Regions from separate parts of the Mus musculus genome. Here region 1 is linked to region 2. The links are chromatin contacts, called in public Hi-C maps. All regions are on one chromosome and are shown on one strand. The core of a region is the stretch at or near the end of the contact, and the rest is flanking DNA. Distances in the headings are between cores, read along the strand shown. Region 1 overlaps Fanci (Fanconi anemia, complementation group I). Region 2 has its middle 9.5 kb from the start of Gm31510.

Evidence for each region. A called contact is a pair of places that touch in the nucleus more often than the background predicts.
Region 1: a Hi-C map of CD8 T cells shows a contact between it and region 2, with 3 times the contacts expected there. The contact joins two enhancer-like sites. A contact is called at or near these places in 2 of 39 promoter capture datasets (epiblast stem cells and pre-B cells), 5 of 484 Hi-C or Micro-C datasets (CD8 T cells, the HPC-7 cell line, embryonic stem cells and 2 more), 3 of 115 datasets of contacts at active chromatin or transcription factors (bone marrow-derived macrophages and embryonic stem cells) and 3 of 9 other capture datasets (adipose tissue, liver and pancreatic islet).

Annotation. Positions count from the first base shown.
Region 1 is chr7:79,444,336-79,448,938 of GRCm38.p6, reverse strand. It overlaps Fanci (Fanconi anemia, complementation group I), which reads right to left. Exons shown (of 38, transcript NM_145946.2): 31 at 4,430-4,538; 32 at 4,077-4,264; 33 at 3,349-3,402; 34 at 3,210-3,269; 35 at 627-689; 36 at 24-119. Polg (polymerase (DNA directed), gamma) reads left to right here. Exons shown (of 23, transcript NM_017462.3): 23 at 1-2,708. Among named protein-coding and RNA genes, the nearest start is that of Polg, 20 kb to the left of the region's middle. Within about 2 kb of position 1,263, at least 17 of the 459 cell types and tissues checked have an H3K27ac peak or open chromatin away from gene starts, as enhancers often do. A contact at or near this core is called in CD8 T cells, where this site is marked.
Region 2 is chr7:79,260,994-79,266,153 of GRCm38.p6, reverse strand. No RefSeq gene overlaps it. Among named protein-coding and RNA genes, the nearest start is that of Gm31510, 9.5 kb to the left of the region's middle. Within about 2 kb of position 3,438, at least 54 of the 459 cell types and tissues checked have an H3K27ac peak or open chromatin away from gene starts, as enhancers often do. A contact at or near this core is called in CD8 T cells, where this site is marked.

The DNA of each region.
Region 1 (4,603 bases), core at 14-2,513, 180 kb before region 2:
GTGGAAATAAAGAACATTTTTACCTTGGACTTTTTAGACAGTTGGATAAGAAATTTTTCATACTGTTCAATGGCAAAGACAAGGTTAGGGATTGGCTTGGTTTCACGAAGAACTTTGGCCTAAGAGTAAAAAGATATAAGACATTTCAGGTTCAGTGGCTTTTGAGGTTTTTATGTAGCATCTCTCAAGAAGGAACCCACTTTGGCACATGCTGTATTTCTTTTTTCTGATAGTCAAATGAATTTACATTGCTAAGATTAGTCCCTAAAATGAGTATACTGTGTAGTTTCCCGAGTCACTTAGACTGACCTCCCACTCTTCATGCCTGGACTTCAGATAAGTGCCACCACCCCCACTTTTAACAATGACATACACTGTTAACTTATTTGGCTGGTCTTCTGGACATTAGCTTTATTTCCTTTAAGAAACCACGTGGTGAGGACCATCCTGTGCCTAGGCCTTTGTATATCCTAAAAGGAATTGTTACAGCCCCATTTCCTAAATATAGTAACTTTACCCCCTTCCTGCACTCGCCAATTCTTAGACCCTTATGGAGCGCCATTTCCACTCTTGCTTTTTTAATGTCCAACAAGACCCGTGGGTCTGAGTGGCCAGGGGGAGCTTACCATGGTTGTGCTCACTGCAGCCTTCTCCTTTTCTGAGCACTTTGGGGCGTCACTGCTCTTATTCTAAAGAAACAGAAACATTGTCTTATTCTTCAAGATGCTATATCTGGGAAGCACAAAAGTTGTGAGATATATATCTCCATCCCTTGAATGTCTGCCTCCTTGGGTATGTATATTCTTGGAAGTACCATATCAGTGTAGCCACTAAGCTACTATACAGATAGGATTAAGGTAGCAGGAACAGCTGACTAGGGCTATGCAGAGGTCTGCAGCCAGTCTTAGAGGTAATCTTATACACAATATAGTCACTACACTTCGGAAGTTATAAAGGGTCACAGAGACACTTCCTTGAGTTGTAACTAGTATGAATCTCTTAGACAGGAAGAACTGGTATTGGTGTACACCTTTAGTCCCACAGAAGAGGTAGAGGCAGGTGGGTCTCCTTGAGTTCTAGGCCAGTCATGCTACAGGACCATGACCCAGGACAGGCAGAAAGCTACACTGTAAAAACCCTGTCTGAAATAATAGCAACAAAATACTAACAGGGCAAAAGAAAGCCAAGATCTAAGAAGAGATGGGAGAAACCACCCAGTTTGAGTGAAACAGGAAACCTTCATCTTAAAAGGCTTCCGTTTTAACTTTCCAGCAGCGGAGTAGGGGCAAGGAAGCTTCTGAAAGCAGAGAGACTGTACTGGTGAAGCTACACAGAAGGTACACAGGTTGATTCTTGTGTTATGCTCGAAAAGGTTTTGGAGGTGCTGGTAGAAAAAGTCCTAGGAAGCAGGGGTAAAGAGTAAGGTCCTGTATTAAGAAGGGACTTCACCTGAACACATGGGATGGGACCCATCTCCGGTTTGTGGCTGAGGTGGCACCCTGTTGAGTCTCCAAGTAAACCTGTGCACTGCCAATAACTGCTGACTAAAACAGGACCAAGACTCACAGCTGTCTTGAGTCTCTACAGGATGCTTTATGAAGTCAGTGTGACCATAAACTCATACAAAAATGATAAGCTGAGCGTGGTGACACATGCCCTTTGTACAGAGAGCCTCAAGTACATAGTTCTAGGCTAGCCAGAGCAACAAAGTGGGCCCTCTCAAAGGGTGTGTGCATTGAGTATGACAGCATGCTTATAGTTCCAGAACTTGACCTGAGGCAGGTGGATCTCAAGTTCAAGACTAGCCTGCACTACACAGAAACTGAAAAGATTCGAGGGACCCAGACCTCAGGAGTGGAGGGTATCTATCCTACAGAAACAACAGATTGAAAGAATGGAGTCCACATGGGAATGTACGAAGTTTGAAGTGTGAGAGGACATGTCTGCAAGCGTTTAAGAGAGAAAAGGACCAGGGGTAATTAGCTTGTCCAGAATATCCAGCTGGGTGTGGCAGTATACTTCCTTAATCCCCAGGCAGATAGAAGCCAATGTCAAGTTAGCCTGGGCCACACCATGCATGCAGGCAAACAGTCTCTGAGGATCTATACATGACATCATTTCTAACAAACCCCTGCCCTCCACCCCTGAAGTGCTGCTGCACTCACACCTCCGGCACCTGACCCTGCCTCCTCCCATGTGTCAGATGCTGTTACACTAAAAAGAGGCCCAATGCATGGACTTGCAGGCACCCGGAAATGAGCCAAGGCTGCCTTGTTCCTTCTGTACTCCAAATAGAAGTATACCAAATGCCTCCTATCTCTAGAATAGAGATAGGTTTCACTGTTCTGCTGGCTAGTCTTACAGCAACTTGACACACAAGCCAGAGTTATCTGAAAGGAGTGAACCTCGGTTGAGAAAATGTCTCCATAAGACCCAGCTGTAGGGCATTTTCTTAGTTACTGGTATAGTTACTGGTGAAGGGCCCTGTCTACTGTGGGGGTGCTACACCTACACTGGTAGTTTTGGGTCCTATAAGAAAGTAGGCTGAGTAAGCCACAGGAAGAAAGCCAGCAGATCACCTCACCTCCAGAGCCTCTGCATCAGCTTCTGCCTCCAGGTTCCTGCCCTGTTTGAGTTCCTGTCCTAACTTCCTCCAATGAAGGACTATGATCTGGGAGTGTAAGCCAAATAAACCCTTTTCTCTTCAACTTGCTTTTTGATCATGGTGTTTTGTTGCAGCGATAGAAACCCTAAAACACTAGGTATCTCTGGCTTATGACATGTAGACTTTATATACACCAGGTGCCCAAGCAGCTCCTGGGACATGCAACATAGTCCCTTTTCTTATTACTGGTTTTGTGCACTGTGTAGCCCTGGCTGTCCTAGGACTTACTCTGTAGACCAGGCTGGCCTTGAACTCACAGATTCACTTGCCTCAGCCTCCTCAGTGCTGAGATTAAAGGCCTGTACCACCACTTCCCAGCCTTTTTCTTCTTTAGAGATTGATTTTTATTATTTTTAAATATTCTCGTATTTTTCTCCCAAAGAAGTCAGAATCAGAAGAGTTACATCTCTCGGAGCTGGAGTTACAAGCAGTTCTAAGCCACCTGATATGGTGCTGGAAACCTAACTTGGGTCCCACTAACTCATCTCTCCACCCCTCCATTAATCTCTTCAGGATTATTTGGTACGGTCTCCAAATCACTTACTTGTACATAAGAAATGAAAGAGTAACATACGGGGGTCAGATGAGAGCCCGACAGCTTCACCTGTAGCAAAGGAGAAAGAAATGAGTGTAACCGTAGCAATAAACATCCCCCATCCTTAGGGAAGCCGATCTCAACTTACCAGTTTTTCCACAGTGTTTGGAATTCCTCTGGAGCTCTGACATACCTGGAGATACTAACAAAAAAATCCCTAGATTTATCCATCAGCCATGGAGTCTGTCTTGGTGCTTTTACTATAGAGGAACATTCATAGCAAAGCCAAGACACAAAGCTTCCCTGTCCCTCTTGGAGCACACTAGTTTCCTAGACAAGAGGCAACAGCAGGTTTGCATCTGACCTGACCAGCTCACTGCTTTAAGGCTCCTTCAGACAGAATCCTTGTATCTAGGAGATACATCTATCCTCGAGTGCCATTTATCCTTTTAAGATGCCAGCAAAGAGGACAGGCTCCCCATGTCTCCACCACAGTAGCTTAGCAGCCATAGCCGGCAACTGGAGATGCACAGTCCAGAGATGACCACACTGCCTGTGTTGCCTAAGAACTTAGTCTAGACTGCTCACATGTTCATGTGCGTACAATACCCAGTTCCTGTCCGCTTCTGAATTCACTGAGGACCTGAAATGTGTATGTGCAACCAGTGCTCCATTCTCCGTCAGAGCCAAGCAAAGAGCACTTAGATAATGCCAACAACTATTTCCCCCCGCCTGTGGAAAACACTGCAAAGTACCAATCAAATGAAAACGACACTGCTGATGATGTCGGGGCAAGAGCTTCGTCCAGAGGCACTGTGAATCTGGCCTGTGGGAACAGAAGGTGGGTGGGACCTGATTATCTCCCAAGAAACTCACATATTTGACGAATGCTGTTAGGGTGCTGTAGATCTTGGACAGGCCCTTCAGTAGAGTGTCTACACAGCTGCCTGATGGCAGGGCTGTCTGCACGAGCTCATGGAAGAACGTTACCAGAGTTCCCAGTTGCATGACGATAGCTTTCTCAATGAGAAGAGTTGGTGGAACGGCTTGAGAAGAGGCATCTTCTGAAGGGAAATGAGATTGATGCCCTTCAGTCTTACTTTGTCGTTAACGATGAGAGAATGAAAGCAAACCACCCAGGAAAACTGGTTCAAGGTTCAAGGTTCATTGCCTTTCTGCAATGGTTCGCACTGACATTTTGGTGGCCTTGTTGGCCTTACAATCCCCACCTGGAGTCACTTTATCTGATAGCGTTTCTTGGTTTGCTGAGCCCTTGATCTTGGCGATTAACCAGTCCACTTCTTCTAGGACTTTCTCAGCCTGACTCAGAACAAGTAACTGTGAAAAGAGAAGAAGGTATGGAATGGCCCACATTGCTGGGGCAGTACCGAGCATTGCTTCCA
Region 2 (5,160 bases), core at 2,189-4,688:
GGATAGATAGATAGATAGATAGATAGATAGATAGTTGTCATATTACAAATGAACACCACTGATAACAATTTAAAAAAAAACCCTTTGCTTGTCAGTAATAACTTCCCATTCTCCTGAATGCTTACCCCCAATCCCTGCACTCATTAATCTTTCTGTATTCACAGGTTCACCTATCCTGGAAATTTCACATAAATGGAATAATATATGTCATTTGTGACTGTCTTTCACTTTGTCAAAGTTCATCTACGTCATAGCATGTATTTTTTTCACTACTGAGTTGGGGGAGGCCTTGAATACTCTAGATGCAGATCTGCGTTCCTCAGCTTTCCATCTCTGTGGCAAATACTGAGATAAATCACTTAAAGGAAGAAAGTTTATTTGGCTTGAAGTTTCAATCTCTTGATCTAAAGCTTTAGGCTTGCAGCAAGGCAGACTGTCATGAGATACATGTTTTTTTTTTTTTTTTTCTCCTGAAACTTTCAATACACTGTCTTTTCATTATGATATGTCGTGGGAGGGTTCTTTTTTGGTTGAATCCATCAGATGTCCTGTGTGCCCCATGTATCTGTATTGGTGTGTTTTTTATTAGTTTTGGGAAGTTTCCTTCTATGATCTTTGTTTGTTTGTTTGTTTTGTTATTTTAGTTTTTTGAGACAGGGTTTCTCTGTATAGCCCTGGCTGTCCTGGAACTCACTTTGTAGACCAGGCTGGCCTTGAACTCAGAGATCTGCCTGCCTCTGCCTCCCAAGTGCTGGGATTAAAGGCATGTGCCACCACCACCCGGCTCCTTCTATGATCTTGTTGAAGCTACTGACTTGGAATTCTCCTCCCTCATCTGTGCCTGCAATCCTTGCTGTCTCACACTTCTTGTTTGTTGTTTCCTTTTGTTTTGTTTTGTTTTTAATTGCATTCCTCGCTTATTTGGTCTAGATCCCCTGTTTGATCTTTGAGTCTCGGTATTTTGTCTTCTGTTTGACTCATTCCACTTGTAAGGTTTTCCTTTGAGTTTTTTAATTGAGTTATTGATTTGTTTGGGTTTTTTTTTTTCAATTCCGTTTTCATTTCAGCTTGAGTCCCCATCAGTGTCTGTATTTCCTTATTGAATTCCATTCTCAAGTCTTGGATTGTCTTAGTTGCTTTTCTCAGCCTTTTCTGTGTGTTTTCTTGGGCTTCAGTCTAAGCTGTATTTCCCTTAAACTCATTCTCCTTCATTCCATTGAGCTGTTTCTTGAGTCTTCTTTAAACTCCTTGAATGCTCTGATGAAGTTAGTGATTGTTCTTCTAAATTCTGCATCCTGGGATTCATCTAGGAAATTCTCCTTGGCAGACATTTCAACTTAACTGCTAGGTTTGGGAAAGAAGAAACTGGCTTGATCTTCTGTACTGCTGGTGTTTCTGCAATGAGATCTGGGCATGTGGACTTCTGTTGGTTCTGAGTCTGTTATTGACAGAGCAGAGTGGGGCAGAGAGAGGATGCGCAGGTATGTCAGACCTAGAATTGGAAATGGACTGAAGTGGACAGTAAGGTGGACAGAGGGTACTGGGCTGGTAGACAGGAGGGGCTTCCTGATCCAAGCCTGGGGTGTGGGGATAGATCTGACTGGGTGGAAAGGTTGACTGTGTTGTAGGAGAGGCTTGTGGGTTAGGGGATTGGTAAGGAGGGTCCTAACAAAAGTCTAGAGATCCTTTGCAATGCAAGCAGGGGAGGCAAGACTAGGCCAGGGCACTGTATGTGGGTCCTAGGCTAGATCTCGTGGGTTGCAGAAAGTTAAGGGAAGGAGAAGGTCAAGGAGACTCAGTAGGTCCTGGAGGAGGAGCTAGGATGTCTGGTCTTACCATTGTTTTGGAGTCTTAAGCTAGTAAGTCTGCTATCTGGAAACTCAACAAGTCTGAATTTGTCTCTTTTTTCCTCTTCTTCCCCCTCCTCCTCTTCCTCCTCCATGTCTTCAGTGTATGTCAGATTTCTGTTTTTCCCCTGTTAACTATAACTTTTCACTGAAAACTGTCTATTTTAGGTAATATAACAACTTTAGGTTTTATTTCATTTTGGTTTTTGAGACAGGGTCTTTGTAGCCCTGGCTGTCCTGGAACCTCCTATGTAGACCAGAGTGGCCTTGACCTCACGGGGATCCACCTGCTTCTGTCTGACATGTACAGGGATAAAATGTGTGGTCACTAAGCCTGGCTGGACTTGTGGTTATTGTGTCTGCCTACTTTATCTGTGGAGTGGTTTAGCTGGATAAGTCTGATGCAGTCTCTTTCTCTTACAGCCGCTGGGTTTAGATGCCACTCCTCGAGGGCTGCAGACCTGGGCTTGGGCAGTTACCTTGGGATGACAGTGGTCTTTTGTTTTTTTGTTTTTGAGACAGAAACTAGCTTAGGATAGCTTCAAATTAGCAACAGACCTGTAACCTCAGCATCCTGTGTATGGGGATTGCAGGCATGTGCCCCAACCCCTGACTATTTATTGTGTATTCTTGTTGCTTGGAACTTGCTATGTAGCCCCAGCTGGCTTCTAACAACTCACTATCCTCCTGCTTCAGCCTCCCTGAGTCCTGGAAGTCCACACCCATACCATCGTGCCTGGCCCACACAGGTCTTAAAAGCCTCCTTTGCCTTGCTACCTTTTTATTAAACTTGGCCAGTGGAATCATACGGACTGTTTGCCTTCACTGTGGCTTAGTGTTCTGTTGGTTCCAATCCTTCCCTGGTGTAGAAATTGTTCTAGTCTTGCCCAGTCAACTTTAACCCCTTTTGCAGATATATTTTGGGTCTAGCTCCACGGGAGGTGGGGGGAGGGGTTGACTGATGCGTCTCGTGATTCTCTCTGATGCTCTTGTAATTGGTCTGCAGTTGGACTTCTGTGTATGTGGCACTAAGGATTGAACCCAAGACCTCACACATACTAGGCAAGTGCTACCCGCACCTCTAAGCTCTCCCCTCATCCCTACTTTAGCTTGTTCTAATAGAGGGGTGCCCAGCTCCTCTTAATTACTTCCTAACAACCTTTAGAGTTTCTGGGAGCATTTCCCAGCTAAAGAGGTCCAGACTGTTGTGTTTGTTGCTTCTCTTCAGCAAAGTCTGTAGGCTGCTCTAGGGCCTGGGGACCTTGGGCAGGGACAGTGGCACTCCCCTATCTCAGTGACAACACTGCTTATTGGACTGGGTTTTCTTGGCTTGCCTCTTCCAGAATAAGTTCTGCCCTATAAGCAAACTGGGGCCTGGGTGGCTAAAGCGCCAGGTAATCTTCCACCATCCATGGTCAAAGTAGAACTCCCACCTATGCAAGGCGGCAGGACTAGAAAGCCCGCCGCAGGCCACTCAGCCTACTTTGTCCTCATCGGAGCCTTTGCAACATGCTCCTCCCAGGGCCATACAGACGCCCACTCCCAGCAGTGAGCTGGAAAAAGAGGTCACTTGTGTTCTCGCTCTCACCCCCCTCACCCGCCCTGGAACTGGAGTGGAACTTGGAGGACGGGATGTGGTTTGGCTCAGGGTCACTCACCCTCACTGCTCTTCCTGGGGTTTAACAGATTTTCTTGCATCAAAGTTAATACATTTCCTGAATGCCCTTAGGACAGTTTGCAGAGGCTTTAAGTGTTTGTGGTTCTGAGTTTTAAGCAGTCTCCCCTGCTGTGGGTGTTTCAGTGGGGAGAGAGTTCAAGGAACAGGTAGAAGCCACCATGCCGGAAGCCAAACATCTGCTTGCCTGGCCTGGCCTTGGAAACACTGCTCTTTTGTCTAGGTCACCCAGTAAGTCCCCTTGGGTGAGGGGACAGCCTGGAACCAGGTAGAAGAAATGGTGGGCTATGAGTTTACTATGAAGTGACAAGGGCGATGGGAGTAAAAAAAGGTACAGGAGAAAAAGAGGGATGTGTTAAGCTTAGGGTGTGGCATAGTGACAGAATGCTTGCCACTAGCTCTGCGTTCCATCCCCAGAAACACCAAACACATGCGCTTGCACGCACATGCACACACAACAATGCACTCACACACACATGTGCACACACAGGTACATGCACACACAATACACACAGTGATGTGACTATAGTCCCTCACAAACTAAAGCTGGGACACAAGGAGAAAGGAAAGGTCAGAGATGACCCCAAGCTTGTCTGAAGGTAATTACAAGGAAGAGAGAGGCCAAGCCGATGGGGGGCTGTGGAGATTATGGTAACATGCGTATTCAAAGGAGAGGGAGGCTATCGTGAAGTCACATATCCGTAATTTTTCAGGAGGCAGAGGCAAGTTCAAAAGGCAAATTCAAGGCTAGTCCAATCTACATAGTAATTTTCAGGGTCAAGAAAAGAGAGGGAAATGAAAGAGCAAATATGGAGTCTTGATTAGAAAGGCAAGAGAGAGACCAAGTTTTTTAGATAAAGAGATTTGCAGGTATATTTAACATAATACTTTGCAAATGCATCCATATACAAGAAAGCAGAAGTCAGGGGAATAGGTCAGTTTTAAAGAGAAACACAGTCAGATTCCCTTGAACCTGGAAGAATGGAACTTTTAAGAAACAGGCAGAGAGCAATGAAGAAGATCAAGAAGATAGCACAAGAAAGGCGGAGTACCAGCTGCTATTCACAATGCACTTTCTGAAAGCCAATGTAGCTCTAAGACCTTTATATAACCCTCATATCTCCATGGAGCCAATGTGGTAATCCCCATATACTGATAAAACTGTCCAGTGGTTGAAGTTATGTAAGTTATGTGCTTAAGGTTGCACCAGTGCTATGCAATGAGATTAAGATTTAAAAAAAATAGGTTAAAATCCAGCTATCAAGATCATATATAAATCTCACTCCTAAGTATGAACCCAAAGAAACACATGTACAACTGTATTCATGGTTGGATCATTTAAAATAGCAGCCTATGACTATCAACAGCCCAAAGGTCCCTTGGTACCACAATGGATAAGCAAATCCATATCCAGTGGATTATTATACAGCACTGAAAAAGAACAGACCATTGTTCTATGCACAGTGTGGATAGAATGCTGAACAAAAGAACTTGTCACAAAAGAGACCCATTCTATTTGACTTCCAGAAGGGTTCAAAGAGGCAAAAAGAACCCCTGGTGTGACATGGTCAGGTGACCTCTCCAGGGTAGGAGACACGGGGAGAGAGGGTTTCTGGGATTTATGCTGTCCTGTTCCTG